Linked DNA regions of Callithrix jacchus: region 2 is linked to region 1. Evidence: chromatin contacts called from public Hi-C data. All regions are on one chromosome and are shown on one strand. The core of a region is the stretch at or near the end of the contact, and the rest is flanking DNA. Distances in the headings are between cores, read along the strand shown. Region 1 has its middle 42 kb from the start of MITF. Region 2 overlaps MITF (melanocyte inducing transcription factor).

Region 1 (6,711 bases), core at 1,942-4,441:
TATTCTGTATGCTCATGCTCATACTGTTCTGAATTTTAAATATTGTGACTATGTTCCTCTCTTCTCCTTCACCCCATTTCCAAGTAAGGGGGTTAAGATGCATGTGAGCTCCAGAATCAGAGAGACCTTGAGTCTGAATCCTGACTCCGTGGCCTTAGGTAAGTCTTGTAAGCTCTATTTAACTTCCTGCTCTGTAAAGTGGGGACACAGGCAGGCAGGCACGACTGAACATTCAGTGAGCATCAAACTTGTTGCTATCAGCAGAATGCACATACCCAGTGTATGTTCACTATGATCATTAGAGTGGGACCAACAACAAAAAAAGCTTTCAAGTCTTCACCTACAAAATGGAAATAAAAATGCCCATCTAATAGGAGGATTAAAGGATCTTCTCAATTGCTAAGAAAATTCACACCTCTGAAAAGGAAATGGTAACAAAGAAGAAGAAGAAATGGAAGCAAAATTAACTATTTATTTCATCAGTGAACAATATTTACTTAATCATATCACTGTAAATAAAGAATATTATTTAACTAAATAAACTGTGACGGAACCATACTAATTAGGTGGGTGAAGGAGAAGGACAGATTTAAGAAAGTCCTCATCAACCATTAAAAAAATTAATAATATTGCCAAACAATTAAGAAAGAGCAGCAAAAGCATATCATTTAGAAATGTGGATGCAAATGTGAGAAGAAACAGCAAAATGTGTTGTGTATGACTGAGGAACAGGATATGGGCCTGGCAACTGCTGTTTTTTTATTCAAGCCTTTTAAAGCCACTTTAGCTGGTATTATATTAGGCCGCAATTAACAACAATAGCAACAAAGTGTACACGAATAACGAAAGCTTAAACAAGAGAAAGTTCATTCCTTGCTCGAGTAAAAGTTCATAGGAGTGGTTCAGCTCTGGGAGGGAAGATCCATTCCAGCAGTGCTCAGAAGAACAAGACTCCCCTCAGCTCCCCATTCCACCACCCTTAGGGAGGGGCCCCCATCCTCACAGTCCAAAGCCACCCTCTTCTCAACAAGAGGGGAAAGGGAGAACAAAGAAGGCACATCAGGTGAAGTTTAATGGTCTCTTAGGGAAGGACCCCTTGAAGCAGCCATACAACAGTTCTGTTTACAACCCATTGGCCAGAAGACTTTATTACATGCACCTATTTATCTGCAAGGGAAGCTTTAATGCAACATCTTTACTTAGGACAGCTGTATGCCTAGCTAAAAGATCTCTTACTGTGACAGAATAGAAAAATCCATACGGGAGGACAGCTAGAACTTGTTCCCAAAAGCAGTACTGACTTTTGCACTGGTATTGTAACATTTCACCAGAGTAAAACCTAAACACAAATGAGATACACCACCATGTGTTATGTGGTGGGTAAGGGCTCAGGCTTTAGGGTCTGAGGGCTAGGGTGTGAATCCTGGATTAGCCACTTAACTTTGTGATAACCTGTGGGCCTCCATTTCCTTCCCTGTAAAATGGGAATAAAAGTATGACCAAGATCCTGGGTTAATGAAAAAACTTGATGATAAAAATTTCTTATAACAGTTCCTGATATATGGTAAGCATTCCTAAAGTGTCGCTGTCATCGTAAATATTCTACAATTATTAAAATAAACAAGTACCTAAACCTCAGACATCTGAGGAAATCCAAACTGAGAAGAACCAACATAAACAAACAGAACAATTGAATCTCTAGGAAACATTTAGAGAATCATTCAAGGAATAGAAGATTAACAAATTTTAATACAGTGCTTGAATAATAATATTCAAGAAACATTGCAGGCATGAAACAAGAAATTAATGCACCTCAAGGACCAACCAAATGGTATTGGATACAACTAACACAACTAACACATGGCCTCAGATTCTTTGGGCCTCACCGGTCTCAAAAACACACAGTAGGTGTGTGGCCTCAGCCCTGCCTAACATTGCAGCAACTTCTTATGCTCCAGACACTTTTACCACCTGAGGCCAACCAGTCACACACCCATCATTTCTGGCTCCTTCCACTGCTCTGGAAATGATGTGGGTTCTGGCCTCCTAAGAAGTTGCCAAAGGGATGAGATTATGACATAATTAACACTAGGGATGAATTAACTCCCAGTTGGGCAAACTGACTGGTGAGTGGTCAGGAGGATGCTGAACTACAGGAGATGGAATAAATATAAGTGCATTAATTCTGTCTCTGTTTTTAAGTTAACTGGCATGTTCTAAGTTTTTTATATCAAAAATAGGGATTTATATATACTCTTCAAAGCCCCCAAATTAATCAGTAGAAAAAAAAACATTAAAAATAGGTAATAACAAGCCAGCAAGGAGTCAGTAGTTGTGTTTTGAAATTGAGAAATCAAGAACAAAAAGCATAAGTATATTGTTTAAAGTTATACTAGCTATTGCTAGAGAAAAAAATGTTATAGGAAATCATTTCTAGGTAGTGAGATTGAAAGAGATGTCATTTTCATGTTATACCACACTGTTTTTTAAAAATTTACAATGTTCAATATTGCATTGATAGAACTTCGGATACAGATAATTCTTTTTTAATTTTGGAAGAATACATACAGACTCTCAGATTGAGGGTTAGTTAACATTGCGGAAAGAGACGTTTGTCTTGGTTTTATTTCACTTTGCATAATTTTGTATTGTTTGAATATTTCTAATGACATCTTACATTTACGAATGAAGTTATTTGGGGAGAGACATTGACATAGCAATGTATACAATGCCTGCATGCAGTGGGCGCACAGTTGGTGACTTCTTTTCTTCATCTGAAGCAGGTCAGCACTGTGATTGCGGATTCAATGACATCGCATATGTGAAACATTTAGCCCAGCACTTGGTATTGCTCAATAAAACTGGTTATTACTCTCACCCTGTTGTTGCTGTTCTTCAAGCTTCTAGCTTTCAAATTCACTGAATCGAATCCAACCTGAAACAAGTGGGTTTCACAAACCATCTAAAAAAGACTCCTTCCTTCTATCAACTTGGGGTCCAAAGATTTTCCGAAGACTGTATGGCAAATCATGGTTCTTATATTCCCTTCTGATGTCTCTGAGCTTCAGAATTCTCATCTGAGAAATGGTGACATTATAACAAGATCAAGCCCAGAGATTAGAAGAAGGTTACATAAGATATTGCATCTAACACATGGCACATAGTATTAAATCCTCAATGTATGAAAGCGACTGTTGCTGTCATGGTTACAAAGAGCCATGCAGCCACATCTAGCTAACATCTTGAAATCAGGAGAGGGAACATGCCTTGACGAACAGTCCAAAGACAGATTCCTTAGACCCTCCTCTGCAATTGGAAGCAAAAGCCGTCACCTTGCAAATCCCTCAAGGCTGCAGTCATCACTAGGACATGCTGCCTCCCTGTGGAATTTCACAGACACAGTCACGAGACAGGCAAAGCTTCCAGCTCAGAAAGTGGTTGCCAAACCAGAATCAGAAAGATTCCCTGGGCTTTCTAATTGTTTTGTTCATGTATTATCCATATTCAAGCCACAACTGTAACTTTTTCAATGAGTTGTAGTCAGGCTACCCTATTTATAACAGAAATTCACAATCTACCCATTCCAATTCCCTTTCATGTCATGCTAGTTTTTCCCCTTTTCATTGCATTTATCACCTTTTAACACACTGTATTACTTATTTATTCTTATTGTTTACTTTCTGTCTTTTTTTGTTACTTCACAGGGGACAGATTTTTTTTAGTCTCCTTTGATTTCAAGTGACTGTAACAGTGGTTGATGTGTAGAAGATAGTATTTCTTGAATGAATGAAGGCTTTCTCCTACAACATGATATGAAATAGTTGAAAACCTTAAAGATATTTTTTTATTGTGCTGAATATATGCATGGAAAACCACAGGCCATGTTGTTCTTTTCTAACACAGTTCAAATGCTAGAATGGGTATAATTTCAACAACCTGATCTCTGCTTCCCAGACAGAAGTCCCAAGCACTCAACCAAACATTTCCTTCTGTACTTGGTCAGCAATAAAAATGCAGTGGCATATATACAACCTCAGTTTTCACTTTCCCAACGTAGACTGTGTGTGTGTGTGTGTGTGTGTGTGTGTGTACACATATATGTGACCCATTCAAGATTTTGAAGATGAATAAAATGTGGAAGAACTAATTTCTTTTCTGATGATTAGAGGGTAAAAGAGGGAAGAACAAATTTGATGAATCTTCAAGTGCTTTATCTTATATTTTTAGCCCATGTGAAAACCATTTTAAACCAGGGATTTAAAAAGCCTGGTCTGAAATGGAATGGGTATATCTGAGTAAGAACCAAATCACTTTCTGGTCTAACATAGCGAATTGGAACATGCCTGTAATGTGAGGCTTGGAAGTCAGAGCTGAGTTCAAATCCCAACTATGAAACCTCAGACCAGTCACTGTAATTCCCCTGAGCCTCATCATCCTCACTGAGAATTAAATGAGATAATAAACTCATAATCCAATCATTTGGTGTTCCCCAAACCCTAAAATTCAGCTCTTTGAGTCTCTTTACCTTATAGAAAATTCTGGAACAAGTTCACCCTCCCCTCTATACATGAAACCCAGGGATCCCTGAGTATTTTTAGTGTGGCAGTTGCTTTTCTTCCAGTAGCTTCTTCTCTGATTTCCTGTTTCCTCTATATCTTTTTCTGTCCCATGTTGAAGGAAATGTGGAATATTTCATTACCTATCCCTATCAAGAGTTGGTTAACACATGACAATTGTGTGGCCCATGCCTAAAAATAGTTACAGGCAGCAGAGGGTAATTATCTCCCAGTACAATGTAGCAATCAAGCCAACCTCCCTGCTACAGTTTGAACATCTGCCCCCCAAACCTCATGTAAGAAGTTGATGCCAAATGATGGATATGGAGCCTAGTGGAAGCTGTTTGGGTCATGGGGTTAGATACCTCATGCATAGGCTAATGTCCTCCTTCAGGAGGGAGAAGGTGTGAGTTCTCACTCTGTTAGTTCCCACGGTTGCTGGTTATTAAAAAGAGTCTATCACCTTCCCCACTCTCTGCTTTGCCTTCCTCTCTGGCCATGTGATTGCTGCACACACAGCTCTCCTTTGCATTCTGCCATGAGTGGGAACAGCCTAAGGTCCTCACCAGATGCAAACACTGGCACCATGCTTCTTGTGCAGCCTGCAGGACTGTGAGCCAAATAAATCTCTTTTCTTTATTAATTACCCAGTCTCAGATATTCCTTTATAGCAACACAAACAGACTAAGACATTACCTGTACTTAGAGGCTCATTCAATATTTCCCTGCGGAAATTTGTCACTGGACATGTCACCACTAGGGTCCTTCCCTTGCCGCATTCCCAGACCTTGCTCATTTTTTCCCCCCTATAACCTCTTCCTAAATGTTTGTGTTTTTAGCTCTTCAGCCCTCACCTTAACACTGCATCTACCTCTGTCTCTCCAAAGTCTTATTAAGGGGCTCCATTCTAGAAGAAGCCATCTAACCCAGGATCTTTGTCCTCTGGCATGGCAAAGCAGCCACAGAAGCTACGACATCCCATCTGTTATTAAATATTAAAATCTCAGACCTGGTTGGCTATTCCCTTTGCTCTCTGTATGAAGAAGGAAGAGTAGAAATATTTGTCCTTTCACAGATATGACTTACACCAGCACCATTAGAAGAAAAGTTGGCTAAGCACAGTGGTTCATGCTTGTAATCCCAGCACTTTGGGAGGCTGAGGGCAGTGGATCACTTGAGGTCAGGAGTTCGAGGCCATTCTGACCAACATGGCGAAATCCTGTCTCTACCAAAAATACAAAACTAGCTGGGTGTGGTGAAGCATGCCTGTAATTTTAGCTACTCAGAAATCTGAGGCACAAGAATCACTTGAACCTAGGAGTTGGGGGTTGCAGTGAGCTGAGATCACACAATTGCTCTCTAGCCTGGGAGACAGAGCAAAACTCTGTCTCAAAAAAAATAAAGAAGTATTTTTAAAAATATTAGATCTATATTAACATTTTTTCCTCTTCACTTTGTCTGGTACATAGTTCCTTTTAAATAGCTGATGGCTCTAATTATATTATCTTCTTGGGGTAAGGTATTCATGGAGGCAAAAAGCAAAGCCATGTATGGGTCCTTACATAAGACAGAGTAAACAAATGGTGTATTAGTTGGGTTTCCCCCAAAGCAGGGCTTGAGATAATGACTTGGGTGCAGATTGTTTATCTGAGACCCAGGGGGCAGAAGGTGGGAGTGGAGAGGACTAAGACAGGGAAAGGGATAAATGCCAGAAACAAGTATAGAACAAGCAGGTTACTGCTCTAGGCAACTGGGGCTCAATCATATTAGGGAACCTCAGAGGGGTCTTTTGTATTGACTTCTGATTTGCATAGGTTGTGTTTACCTCTGGAGTGTGTGAACCCACTCCCCACACTTCCATGTTTGTCCTGCTGGAAATGGAATGACTTCTGCAGTGTTAGAGAAAGCCCTAAGACAGAGAGCAGAGCCATTCTGGCTCTTGAACACTAGAGACTGTCCACTACAGCTGCCACTGGGCATAGGGTGGGCTGCAGAGAGATGGAACAGCCTAGGTTAGCATCCACACTGGGGATAAAGGCAAAAGCATTGAATCTTAGTCCCGACTTGGCTACCAAATATTGTTTGACTTTGCACAAGGACTTAAGTCCTCTGTGCCTTTAACCATTTATTTCCTTTTCTGGTAATGAGGAAGAAG
Region 2 (6,418 bases), core at 1,294-3,793, 95 kb before region 1:
CAAATCACAAATGCAAAGCAGCCTGGATGACACTGCTATTTTTTAATGCATCTGATTTTTAACATGTTGCCATTACCCTGATAACCAAGCTATCATGATTAAAATGCCAACCAAGGATATGAGAATCGATTCTCCAACATCTTACCTTGCCATTAAGGCACAGAAGGGAGATGCACAAAGTTTATAACCCAGTCCATAGGATCATCAGGTCATCTTTAGAGTCACCTATTTGGAAAAGGCACCAAGTCAAACAGCACAAGGCCATCTGATTTTTTGTTAAAACAAAAACCAATGCTTTAATAAGGGGCCACGTTTCTGATGAAGGGCCTGATGCCCAGCTTTGTTCAAATATAGTAACACCACACCTCATTTAATTAAGCAAACCAACCGGAATAGTCAACTGTCAATGTGAAGAAACTTAAAATTTGTATATATAGCTCATATTTTCACCAGAAAAGATTATAGAATGTGTGAAAACAGCAGATTCCCTCAGTGATAGTGAACTTCCCAAGGGGAGCTATTTTGCTCAAGGCCAGAAGTTCTGTAGAAAAGAGACAAGGAAAGGAAAGAGGTGGTTGGCTACCTGGATGCCACTGCCTCCTACGCACTTCATATAGCTGGGGTGACATGGATAGGACAATGTACACCTCCTGAATTGCCTAGATCCCAGTCAAACAAACTGATGTCAGACACAAATGGCATTCCTGCCTCATTTGAGTAGGTGTTGCCCCAATCACAGCCAGAAAATATTCAAACTGTCTGATTAAGACAGCACAGCTTATAGACGAGGACACTGTGGTCTATGTGCCATTATGGGCACCGAAGTGGCATAATAAACTGAAGAACATTCTAGTGCTGGCTTGTACACAAGAGCTAACTGAAGCTCACTATTTGCGGCCCAACACTGAGATTCACCTCTAATGCAATGTGACATTATATTCATGTCACCAAGTGTTGATGAATATATAAAGAAAAGTAGTGTTCTGCCACATAACTGAGTTTTTATACATATCTTCTTTATATGTATTATAGCAGTGGTACTCAACAGGAGAAGTTTTTCCACCCAAAGAATATTTGGCAGTGACTAGAGGCATTTTTGGTCATCATAACTTGAGTGTTGGGACAGGGTGCACGCTATTAGCATCTAGTTGGTAGAAGCCAGGGATGCTACGTGCTCCACAACGCACAGCACGGCTCCCCACACCAAAGAGCTATATGACCTAAAAGACTAAAATGCTGAGCTTGAGAAGTTCTTCACTATACAGCATAAACAGCTATAATGTAAAGATTCAAAGAGGTAAATTAGCAAATTAGAAAATCTGGCTGGGTGCAGTGGCTTACACCTGTAATTTCAACACCTAGGGAGGCCGAGGCAGGCAGACTGCTTGAGCCCCGTAGTTCAAGATCAGCCTAGGCAACATGGCAAAATCCCATCTCTACAAAAATTACAAAAAATTAGCCAGGTGTGGTGGCAAGTGCCTATGGTCCCAGCTACTCGGGAGGCTGAAGTGCAGGGGGGAGGGGGATCACTTGAGCCCAGGAAATCGAGGCTGCAGTGAGCTGTGATTGCACTACTGCACTCCAACATGGGTGGCAGAGGAAGACCTGTTTCAAAAAAAAAGCTAAAGGCTGTAGCTCATAAAACACGAAGAAATTATAAAGTAATAAATCAGAGCAAATGAAACATTTAGAAACCCTTTGGTCTTCCTCTTCAAATATTACAGAGGGTAAAGCTTTAAAAATATATATGTGTAATTAAAATAGGCAACACTATCTTTTTAGTGTGGAAGAGGAACTGTAAACAACCTAAATTAATCAATAAGGGATTTTGTGAATAAATTGTGATAAAACTATACTATGAAAAATTTTTGGCAATTAAAAATAGTGATTTTGGGTTAAATGTACTGATTTGGAGATATGCCTATAGAATAAAGCCAGGGAGATAAAATTACAAGATTCTGTTCACAGAATGAGTCCACTTTTGTAAAAATTAGACAAACAAATTTCTGTAGATACACATCTTATTTCCATGGATGGGGAGGGATTGTTGATACAAACAAAACTCTTAATACTGATTTCTTTAAAAGGGTAGGATTAGGGATGGTGAGTATGGAAATTAGCCATATTTTATCTATACATTATCATTATTCTTTTGGAATTTAAAAAAGTCATATGATGTAAGCTTGAGCTTCAGAAGGGAGGGAGAGAAAAAGCAGAAAAGGAAGGAGATGAGAGGGGAAAGAAGAAAAGAAAGGGCATTATTGTAACAGCAGATAGGAAAACTTGAGTCTGTTGTTCCTGTTTTTACCAGTGAGTGCTGCTGTTGGCCAATTTAATGGATAAAAGCAGTGAAATAAAATTTGAGAAAGCAACTCCAAACATCTGGCCGTTTGCTCACTATCAGGCCCTTTCAGCTAGCAACACACAGTTTGGATCAACTGGCTTTGTTTTGTTTTGTTTCTCTGATCCACTACTCATCTTTGAAAATTCTGCATCAGACAGTGATGGAATCAACTAGTCATATCTCTTTTCAAAAACAGAGCCACCAACTGTGCTAGATGACAGCTTCACTTCTGGTAAGTGCAGATAAGGATTCAGCACATCCGTCTCCACTTCAAGGAGCAACTCTCAGGCACAGCAACTTAATTATCCAAGTCTCATTCCCAGAAAGTTCCCTGAATACCTCTGCTCCACCAGTCTTGGAAACTAAGGCCTCCTCTACTGTTGTTCACTATTATTCAAAGCATGAAAATGCATTTTCCAAGTTCTACTGCACCAGTGAAATAGACACAGCATGAAACACATAGGCAGTTCTAATAATGCCTCTCGCATACACACTGAAATGCACACACATGGATGTCACGCAGTGCATAGCTTTAAAAATGGATTAACTGCCGCATTCCAGTATTTTGCCTCTACTTGCATCAGGTGCCGCCAGCCCTATCTTTAAAAACAACAGAATAATAAGATTTAAAAGATAAAAAAATTGGGCCAGTTTGAACTTTCAAATATCAAAGGTTTTTATATTTTGCATAAGTAGCCATTCTTAACTTGCCATGAAGAGGTAACCCCTTGGGTCTCTAGATTTCTTTCTATTGACAGGCATTTTCTTACAGCTTGCACATACAGAATTGCAAAACATGGTTGTTTTTGCTTGAGTAATAATGATTTATTACCATACTATTAATCCACTACTAGTAAAATGAACTCAGGAGCACGTATTTATCTTTTCTATGTTATGACACTGAAAGAACCACCACTGCCACCACCCTGCTAAGAAGAAAACAACTTGGAGAGCTCTTCAGCAGTCGCGGAGTTTTCTTTCACCCCAGACTTGAATCACAGTTGCGGAGGCAGGATTTCACAATCCCCCTCAGGGACTGCAGGCGCTGGCGCCAATCACAGCATTTCCCCTGATTAGCAAACTGGCTTTAGACCCTTCAAAAACTTTCACATTTGAAATTTAACACATCTATATTTAGAACCTGACTTGCAAGACAACATTTGCTGTATGTAAACCGGCAAAAGAAAAAAGGTCATTGGGACTGTATTTGTTCTATGGAAATACAGATTATAACTCTCGGACCTCAAACGGAAGGAGAAACCTAGAAATTAGTGACTCAAATAAGAAGTTAGTGTGGGGACTTGCAGAGCATCCACCATCTATGGTCTATTGCTACTGAACGCATTTGGAATTAAAAAGTTTAATATCTTAAACCTACAAATGCTATGGCCAGAAAGTTAGTATACTTGCATGAAGACTTGTATCTTGTCTAAGAAATTCGAGAGTGACAGAAATGTAATCTGAATTTCATGCCCACTCTGAAAGGGGGGGTGGCTACTCCTCAGCTCCAGCCATTTGTTTATTGGATAGACTAGAGACATGGAGTTTCCAGATTTTCCAGTTTTCCAAGAGAAGCTAGAAATATGGATTTTGATGTAAAAGTTCCTAATTTTTTTTAAATGTTGACTACTATTTCACATTTGTCAAAAGCTGATTGTCCATGAGCCACATTAAGCCTGTGGCCTTGGGGTTTGCAACTTCAAGTAAGATGTTGAAATACTCAATGAAGTAGTAAAATCAGTACCAGGAGAAAAATGCGAAATTTTTTAAATTGTGGTAAAAAACAAACAAACATGTTACATAAAATTTACCATCTTAACCCTTTCTAAACACACAGTTCATTGATGTTAAGTACATGCAGATTGCTGTGCAACAGATCTCCAAACTTTTTCATCTTGCAAAACTGAAGCTCTATACTTGTTAAACCCCAACTCCTCTTTTCCCACTACCCGCTCCCAATAGCAATCCCTATTGTACATTCTGTCTCTATGAGTTAGACTCCTCTGCATACCTCATGTAAGTGCATTCACATAGTATTTACCTTCTTGTCACTGGCTTACTTAACTTACTATAATGTCCTAAAGTTTCATCATGTTGTAGGATGGCAAAGGACAGGATTTCCTCACTTTTTAAGGCTGAATAATATTCCATTGTATGTACATGGCACATCTTGTTTATCCATTCATCTGCTGAGGGACATTTGGGTTACTTCCACTCTTGGTTATTGTGACTAGCACCACTATGAACATGGATGTGCAATTATCCTGCTTTCAATACTTTTGGATATACACACACACACACACACACACACACACACACACAAAAGTGGGATTGCTGGATCACACAAGGGTTCTCTTTTTCTTTTCAGACAGAGTTTTACTCTGTCACCCAGGCAGGAATGCAGTGGTGAGATGTCCATTTACTACAGCCTTTGCCTCCTGGGTTCAAGCAATTATCATGCTTCAGCCTGCCAAGTATCTGGGACTACAGATGTGCACCACCACATCCAGCTAATTTTTATATTTTCAGTAGAGATGGGGTTTTGCCATGTTGCCCAGGCTTGTCTCTAACTCCTGGCCTCAAGTGATCCACCTGCTTGGGCCTCCCAAAGTGCTGTGATTAGTATTTTTAATTTTTTATGAATGTCTATGCTCCTTTCCGTAGCAGTTGTACCATTTTACAAAAGCACCAACTGCACAAGAGTTCCACTTTCTCCGTATTCTCAACAACACTCATTATTTTTCTTTAATGGTAGCCATACTAATGAGTATGAGGTGATACTTCTCGGTGGTTTTGATTTGCACTTTCAGATAATTAGTGACACTGAGCACTTTTTCACGTGCTTGTTGGTCATCTGTATACCATTTTTGGAGAAATGTCTCTTCAAGTTCTTTGTCCATTTTTTAATCAGGTAATTTTATTTTTTGTGATTGAGTTGTGGGAGTTCTTTATGCACTCTGGATATTAACCAATTATCAGATATGTGATTTGCAAATACTTTTTACCATTCTGTAGTTTGCCTCTTCACTGTGATGACTGTGTCATTTGATGTACAAAGATTTTAAGTTTGATGTAGTAGCATTTGTCTGTTTTCTTTTTTTACTAGCACCTTGAAGACTGTCCTATGCCCATTTTTTCTTTTGTTGCCTGTGCTTTTCATGTCACATACAAGAAATCATTGCCAAGTTCAAGATCATGATGTATTTTCCCTACATTTAGTTCTAGGAGTTTTATAGCTTTGGTTCTTACATTTAGGTCTTGAATGCATCCTGAGTTAATATGTGTACATGGTGTAAGATAAGGGTCCAACTTCATTCCATTGCATGTATCTAGTTTTCCCAACCCCATCTAATGAAGAGATGGGCCTTATCTCATTAAATCATTTTGGCACCCTTGTCGAAGATCATTTGACCATATATGCAAGGGTTCACTTCTGAGCTCTCTATTTTATTCCACTGGTCTATTTGTGTGTCTTTATGTCAATAATATACTGTTATGGTTATTGTAGTTTTGTAATATGTTTTGAAACCAGGAAGTATGAGTTCTTCAAATTTGCTCTTCTTTCTCAAAATTGCTTTGGCTATTCAGTTAAATGCAAATTTTTGGCGAAAGACTTCTGGGTCAAGTCTTTCCAAGGTCCAAGGTAGTAAGTGTTCTCTTCCAATCTTCTCCCACTAGTAGTATATAGAAGTACTAACTGAAGAAGAATTTACAGACATAATGCAACTTTCCAGAAATTTTAAACGTAGCATTAGGTATAGCAGACTCAAAGTATCGTGGCTTTCCTGGTACAGAAAATAGTGGTTAAGAAGACAGGTTCCAGAATGAAAGAGGCTGGGGTTCAAGTTTTGGCTCTACCACCACCTGTCTATGCAGCCTTGTGAACCTTATTTAACCTCAGTTTTCTCATCTTCAAAACAGAGATAATGACAGTACCTCCTTCACAGGGTGGCTGTGATGAATAAACAGAACAGTGCAAGTAAAGCACTTAGCACAGTGCTTACCCAGCACACGGTCAGCACTCAGTAACTTCTGGCTACCACCATTCTTGTTATTTACGCCTTTTAATATTAA

Evidence for each region. A called contact is a pair of places that touch in the nucleus more often than the background predicts.
Region 2: a Hi-C map of skeletal muscle shows a contact between it and region 1, with 4 times the contacts expected there. The contact joins two enhancer-like sites. A contact is called at or near these places in 3 of 3 Hi-C or Micro-C datasets (induced pluripotent stem cells and skeletal muscle).

Annotation. Positions count from the first base shown.
Region 1 is chr15:51,518,086-51,524,796 of calJac240_pri, reverse strand. No RefSeq gene overlaps it. Among named protein-coding and RNA genes, the nearest start is that of MITF, 42 kb to the left of the region's middle. Within about 2 kb of position 3,191, at least 2 of the 16 cell types and tissues checked have an H3K27ac peak or open chromatin away from gene starts, as enhancers often do.
Region 2 is chr15:51,612,741-51,619,158 of calJac240_pri, reverse strand. The region is part of intron 1 of MITF (melanocyte inducing transcription factor); the gene reads right to left. Among named protein-coding and RNA genes, the nearest start is that of MITF, 53 kb to the right of the region's middle. Within about 2 kb of position 2,543, at least 4 of the 16 cell types and tissues checked have an H3K27ac peak or open chromatin away from gene starts, as enhancers often do.